2 separate regions of the Zea mays genome follow, and region 1 is linked to region 2. The links are chromatin contacts, called in public Hi-C maps. All regions are on one chromosome and are shown on one strand. The core of a region is the stretch at or near the end of the contact, and the rest is flanking DNA. Distances in the headings are between cores, read along the strand shown.

What was found. A called contact is a pair of places that touch in the nucleus more often than the background predicts.
Region 1: a Hi-C map of leaf shows a contact between it and region 2, with 6 times the contacts expected there. The contact joins the enhancer-like site here to the promoter of LOC542247 in region 2. A contact is called at or near these places in 5 of 25 Hi-C or Micro-C datasets (ear, leaf and tassel) and 1 of 3 datasets of contacts at active chromatin or transcription factors (leaf).

Annotation. Positions count from the first base shown.
Region 1 is chr9:128,032,181-128,035,859 of Zm-B73-REFERENCE-NAM-5.0, forward strand. No RefSeq gene overlaps it. Among protein-coding and RNA genes, the nearest start is that of LOC100383498, 74 kb to the right of the region's middle. Within about 2 kb of position 1,336, at least 20 of the 20 cell types and tissues checked have an H3K27ac peak or open chromatin away from gene starts, as enhancers often do. A contact at or near this core is called in ear, leaf and tassel, where this site is marked.
Region 2 is chr9:127,812,268-127,816,139 of Zm-B73-REFERENCE-NAM-5.0, forward strand. It overlaps LOC542247 (sucrose synthase 1), which reads right to left and starts at 1,415. Exons shown (of 14, transcript NM_001111853.1): 1 at 1,279-1,415; 2 at 440-569; 3 at 199-350; 4 at 1-73. The coding sequence starts at 1,388.

The DNA.
Region 1 (3,679 bases), core at 86-2,585, 220 kb after region 2:
CCTATCAATATTGCATATATATTTGTTTTTCTGCTTGTGCTACTCATGTTTGGTGATTTGTGTTTGTAGAGAGTGTGTGAAGGTGTCCATACACTTATAATGAAAGCACACATCAAGTTATATTGACGTAGAAGAGAAGCGAGGCGCAAAGGCACACTTGGCATTGCGCTGGCCAAACTCGTCCAAACCGACATTACAACCCAACCAAGCTGGGTTTAGCATTGTGCCAAGGCCACTATGCAAAGTCAGCTTGGCCGGGTTTAGTATAGAGTGTCGTGTTTAATTTTTTTATGTACTAACTTTTTTTAAAAAAAAAGTTTGTAGTGTCTATTCACTCCAAGTATCAAAGCGGTCCTTTTACATAAACACATACATTTTTGGAGTCTATTTTGAGACTATACAGGTTAATGCAAGACTCAAATATTATATTATGGGAAAGAATTTTTAGTTTCTAGTTTTTTGGAGTCTATTTTGAAACCATGAATTTAGGTAGTTTTTTCCCTAATTTTTTGTAGTCTATTTTGAGGCTAAACAAGTTAATCCAAGACTCAAATATTATTTTATGGGAAAGAATTTTAATTTCAAAACTACAAGAGGTATAATACAAAACACAAGCGAATAGGTCATGCTTATCTTCCAGTATCTACTTGAAAAATTCTGAAGAAATTGAAAGATACATAGATCCTTTGTTTTGGATCGATAAAGAAAGTTAAGAAACACTGGATTCTGGTGGTGTGACTCATCTCCTTATTACGCTATCTGCTTTGGCATAACTTGGCTGGCCGGCCAATCACGCCATCTGGATTATGGAATGGAGCAAATAGTAGATATCTATTCCATCGTCTATTAATTCCAAACACTAAAGTGTCTACCGTATCTCTGTAGAACTGATACAATAGTGTTTTGTACACCGCTTAATACTGGTAAGCTCAATCTTATACCATATCATGGTTTCGTATCAGAATGTTTAGTTAGTCATGTCCATTCATGTGGTGTGGCCGGGTATTTTATTTATAAATAAAAGTGCTAGTTTCTAGAAATCTAGATAGAGATAGACCCTTTTAAACATTATTGTTTAAAACACGCGCGCGCACACACACAAGTCTTCTGGGTCAGACCAAAAGCAGCATGCTCCAGAGTCCAGTCCAGTTCAGACCCGGGGTAACTGAGAGAGGTTGGGCCGGCCATTTGGGTTGACGGGGTAACGGGAGCAGAAGCTACGACCTGCTTGGATTTTCCGCGGCCCAGAAAAATGAACGGAACCCGGATGGTCTTGTCGTGAAATGGGATGGACGGATATCCACCCAGCCCACGTGTGTCATGCCATGCGCGCTATCTGAGGTCCAAGCCCATGAACCTGCCTCCGCCCATGCCTCGCCATCCGCCAAGGCACCGCTCCGCGCGCTCTCCGGCCTCTGCGGCGGGCTGGTCGGCTGGTCGTGCCCGTGCGCGCGGCCAGTACCGTGGCGGACGGCCGGTATCAAAGACTAACCTTTCCTTCCGCGGGGGTGTCGGCAGTCCGGACGGCCTAGACAGACAGCAGTGGTCAGTGGACAACTGGACATCGAGTTGAGTGTGACGGCGTTGGCGGCGGTAGACTTCTCTGCGTTGGATGCCGGCCTGGGCAGCAATGAATCTCCCTCTATTTCCGGCGGCATTTGGCGGCGGTGTCCGGGTGAGATGAGATCTTCCCTAGTTTCTATTCCTCTTGCGTGACGAATGGGTATAAGGTCAGGGTTCGCACGTAAAATTCTAGAATCCCTCCTGACCTGATTTGCGGTTGCATTGGTGAGGAAGCTCCTTCGGGCCGGGTTGTTTGACAAGTTCGCACATAAAATTCCTTGCTCGATTCCAGCCCCTAGGCGACGGCCGTGCACCAGATTTGGGGAGATTTTTGCCGAACCAGGTGCTCGCATTCGTGCTTCCTTTTCTGACAGGGTGCGCATACCAAAGAATGGTGGTCTACTTGTGCCCGTCTAGGTGTCTGTTGAATTATTAGATATTTTCAGATTAAATTTCGAATATAAATTATTGTTGAATTATTATACAATTTTTAGATTAAATTCTGAATATATAAATCAGAAGAACTGGAGTATAAAGTCAAATCAGATAATGTGCATTGATCAAACATACTGGTAGATGACACGGGCCGGAAGCAGCAGGGTCGACGACGTCGAAGCAGCGGAGCCGATGATGTCGAAACAGCAGGGTTCGACGACAAGATCGCGAGTAGGGATGGCAACGGATAAACTATCCACGGATAGTATCTCTGGACATCCATATCCGTGACTTATATCTGGTATCCGAACCCGTACCCGTTATCCGCTATGGATAAAAAACAGTATCGGATATCCGCGGATATATCCGTTTGCCCACTACACATGCAACATATTTAAATCCAGCAAATTCTAGGCAACAGTCACGGATATATCCGTTTGCCCACTACACATACAACATATTTAAATCCTAACAATAATTATACGTATGTATTGTATCTGTACTCTAGGTGACAGTCGCGGTAGGAGTGGGAGAGGAGAGATGGGAGGGTCTGGAGTGAGAGCGACCAAGCGAGGGCTTCGCTGGAAGCCTGGAACCTAGGCTTGTGGCCTTGTGGGTTGTGGCTCGTGGGCCTGTGGGACAGGAGTACGAGATATTTTAACGGATATTCGGGTATTTGGGTATGGATACTGATTTTTCGTACCCGTTTTAAAAATATCCACGGATATCAAGTGCTACCCGTATCCGTATCCATGGGTACAGACTCGTACCCAAAACCGTGCCCAACGGGTTTTTTATCCGCGGGTATGTGGATAAATCACATCCATTGCCATCCCTAATCGCGAGCAGTCACGTGAGGACGCTTTCCAAAAACCTTATTCGCCCTCTCCCGGTGCAGGATGTCGAAAAGGCGAAGGGTTCCGGAGACCTGCTCTCCCGAGCGCAGATGCACGTCGGCGGTCGGGATGAAGAGAACTACTGAAAGGGAAATGTGCCCTTGGGCCATTTCTAAAGTGTTTTGGTGATTAAGTGCCCAACACATATTCTCTAAGTGTTAAACCGTGCCAAAGATTTAAGAAGTGCAAATTATGCAACAAGGTAAGTTTCTAGACTTAGTACATTGATTTGGGTACTAATGTATTGTGTCTAAGTGCTAGAAACAGTAGAAAAGCGATTGGAAATGAGTTGGCTGTCCTGCTCGGTCTGGGTGCGCCGGACTGTCCTGTGGTGCACCGGACAGTGTCCGGTGGTGTACCGGATATTGTCCGGTGTGCCAGACCAGTCTCGGTGAATAGGCTACTCTCGAGACTCGACGGCGGCGTACGACTATAAATCACCGGACTGTCCGGTGGTGCACCGGACTGTCCGGTGAGTCGTCCGCGGCGAAGTCGTCGCTCTCGGGAAACGTTCAACGGCGTACGGTTAAAATTCACCGGACTATCCGGTGGTGCACCGGACTGTCCGGTGATCCAACGGTCGACTGCGCCAACGGTCGACCGCGCAATCCGCGCGCGACGCGTGGGCGCGCCAACGGTCGGCAGGGGGCACCGGACTGTCCGGTGTGCACCGGACAGTGTCCGGTGCGCCAACTGCCACGAATCTACAACGGTCGGATGCGCCAGAAAAGGAAGGAGATCGCGCACCGGACAGCTACAGGGACTGTCCGGTGGCGCACCGGACT
Region 2 (3,872 bases), core at 165-2,664:
TGACAGAGAAGGACGGGGGAAGGAGGCATTGAATGGCTCAAAGTCCAGCTCAAGAACAAAGTTGTTGTTGGGGCTGCAATATATACACCAAAAGTATTATAAACTGTCATATATATGACCAAAACCTTTTTATTTTAGAAAAGTATATTAATCATGGTATATTAATCAAAGTTGTTGTTGGGGCTGCAAAAATCATACCCTTCTTCCACAAGCTGTTCCTTGAACTGCAGGTACTCAGGAACTCTCAGCTCCTCAACAGCGAGCTCACTGACGTTGACCCTCACATACTCCCAGACACCAGGCCTAGGGCGGATGGCAAGTGCAACCCATGGGGGGATGACAATCGCCTCCTGTAAGATAATAGAGCTAGAATGATTAAAGAAGGTGCACACTACAAAAGGAACAGTGCTGTCCAGCGAGATCTGAATCTGATGCAAACCTGAGCTGCCCTCAGGACATCCTCAAAAGCACCATCCTTGAGCTTCTCGCGCTCAGCCTCAGGGATCGCATTGTTGTACTCGGCAATGATCTGGTGGGGCTGCAGCATACCCTTTCCAAGGTTTTTCAGCCTGCGCAAAACGATGTGCCAAATAACATCAGACTATGCCAGATCTATAAACTCATCAAACATATACAATTTCAAGAAATAGTTTAGACGTATGATCAGCAGTCAGTAGCGTGGGAACATATGCAACATAGCGAAGAGGCACAACAGCAAATTCATTCGAAAAAATGAAAACAAAGATTCCTCTCTTTTAACTGAACTTCTCGAAACCCCTTTCATGCCTACACATCCGATCTAGTCAGATGCCTATGCGTTCATGCTGAACAGAACGTGTCAGAACTAAGCATAAACTGGTTAGCAAGCATTATCGTATTCGATAGACCCTTTAGTAACAAGCTATACATTGGGTAAGTTCAGACTCCAATCATTCTGTTCAGAAACATCGTATTGAATATAAAACTAAAGAACACACATGCAGGTGCAGCCAGATCTAACAGCAGTTTACAGTCGGTACTAAAAAAAGCATGGTGTATGTATGTATCATCAGTATCCAGTACTAGGTTTCGACAAAATCCTGGATGCTAATTAAATACTCATCTTATTAGGGAACACAGGAACATTATGTCTACAGCATTGAATGATGGCCACATCATGCTAGATCTAACAATACATAATATGATGGAACTGGTCTTAAAAAGTCGCATTCGCTCAAATAATACCCGTAGCAAAATAAATGTAAACTTGCAGACGAAGCGGGGGAAATGAGGGCAGACCTGGTGAAGACGGCGACAAGCTCATTGGGGTGGGCAGAGAGTGAGTCGCCAATGCGCTCCCTGACGCTGTGGAGGCGGCTCAGGACACGGTCACCTGCACCTTCCCCCATTGCTGTCCTCTTCCTGGATCCTCAGGCCTGCACAGCGAAACCGAAACGGAAGCGGAAGCTTCAGTCAGCAGAGAAAACTGAAACCGAAAAACGGTTCAGATCCGTTGACATAAAAGCTGCGATGACATCCTAAAACTAAAACCCCTCCAGCAAGACATAAACCCAACTGCCAACAACCAGTCTTTTAAGTCTCGACACACCCTTGACGCTGCGCCACGAAACTATATTGCAGGCAAGAAACCAACAGAACCTAACTCTGGAAGGGGGGAAAGAAACGGCAGACAGGAGCAAGACCCAAAAAAAAACGACTCAGATCCTGGTACTATAGTCCTAGTACCTAGACCAGAAAGAAGAAACAACCAATACAACAAGAGGCATACAAGAACTGAATCGATGAACTGAAACGCTTCAGAGGACCGAGGAATGGCGGAGAAGGGAGGCGCCTATTTATACAGATCTGACGAGAGAACCGAACAAAAACACATCGATGGGAACCATGGAGAAGAAAAGGGCTGGCCGCATGGCACCAATGGCCTCGGCCTCCAAAAAGCCGTTGAATCCAAAGCAGGCGAGGACGAAGCGTGACGCGGCAGGGTACTTCTCTAGAAAAGCACGGCATCAGCAAGGTGGGGGGGCTGGGGTTCCTTATTGCAGGCAATCACGAGGTGATTAGCACAAACGGAAGTAATTACACCTAGATGATGATAATAAGGCGCAGGATTAACGTAAGTTAACCATGGCCATTAGCACAAGAACCCAGGACTGTCAGCCTGTCTCCGAGTCCCGAGACAAGGAGCACATGGCGGGGCATCCGGACGGATAAAGCCAACAAGGCAACAACTTATCCGAGGAAAATCGTCACAGAAATATTTCTTGCAAAAATATTGGTTAATTAAAGAGGAAACAAAGAAGCGCCGGATCTACTAGCGTTCTGGTACCAACTCGGGAGTATGCAAAAAATATATATATATGAAACCTTAAACCCGGAGTTTGCAAGAGCCTTGGTGCTCAGTAAACCCCAGATCCAGAAGCTAACACCGTCGTTCCTGCGCGGATAAGCAGGCTCCCTCCGCTCCCCTAGGATCTCGTCAAGTGGCAGACAATAGTTCTCTGGATCTCACGGACGCTAGTCGCTAGCTATCCCCTGGTAGGCTGGTACAACAGCCGTAAAAAAACCCGTCTTTTGTTTTGTTTGTTTTGGCTATAGCTGCAAGGAAAGCAACTGCATGCAGAGGCAGCACCTCCCCCGCCTGCAGAGTGGCGGCAGGTTCAGAGAACCGGGCGAAAAAATTCGGCATGACCTCCCCTACACCATCGATCGATCATGACCAGGTCCGAGCGGAGCGTATAGTTCCTACATGCTACCGGCGGCACCGTCCGGCGCGTTCGGACACGACCAGGAGGAGGAGCATCAGTCACGGCGAGCGGCGGCGGCATTTCGCCCGGAGCAGGACAGCAGACCAGCGTCCACGCACGCACCCACGCAGGACGGCAGGAGCAGAGGAGGAGAGGGCTAGAGCACCCCCATTGCATTACCTTCCTCTGAGAGAGAGAGGAGAAGAAGGAGGGACCTCCAATCCAAAGGAGAGGAGAGAACAATCCCCTCCAAGGAAACGCAACGCAGTGAACGCAAATCAAATGGACGGGGTGAACGGAGGTGGAATGGATGGGTGAGTTGAGCGGCAGCCCCGGGCCCCGTTTTATACACGCATTGCGGGGGCAGGGGTGGGGGCCTCTTTGCTCCCACCACCTTCGTCCCTTGCCCATGTAGTATTAGATTTTTTTAAAAAAATGGTAGGTGAGGGATAAGAAAGATTAGGAATTTTTTCTTTCTTTCCTTTTGGTAGTGCATTGGGTTTGCTTTCTTCATCTGATGCTGGTTTACGGATGGATTTTTTGTTTACATGTCCAGGTATGATCGGATATGATCAGCTTGGGATGGAGTATTTTGGGTCTCTCTTTTTATTTATCTTCAAAGATTTTTTTTTGAAAGAAGGTTTCTACTCCTAAATCAGCGGAGGTTTAATGCGTGACAAGTAGCGGGAACTTTCTGCCACTAAAAACCACTCCTTTTTTGTCCTCAAGCACAAGCAGTGCTGACGCGCCCTGTACGTACGTACGTACGTACTAGAAGTAGAACAGACGAGGCTGGTATTTTTTTTTGTTTCGGTAGTAATAAATTTGGCATTCGGACGGTAATCTCGCTGTTGTAATAATAAATAAATAAATGCACACGGTCCGACGCCGCGTCACCTTCTGACCTTGGTACATGAGAAAACAGAGGGAGCGCACATCACCGCCTCCAAAATCCGCCAAAGCTGATGACCCCATGGTTTCTGACGCGCAGCAGTTTTGGTACCTGCACCCTAATGCTTGCACACAAGGAAAAAAACCACACTCGCCCCGGCGGCCTGCCTTTCCGTGCTTTGAAGAGACAGAGACACACGGCTGTCGAATTGGCGGCAGATGCACCCCGGTGACCGT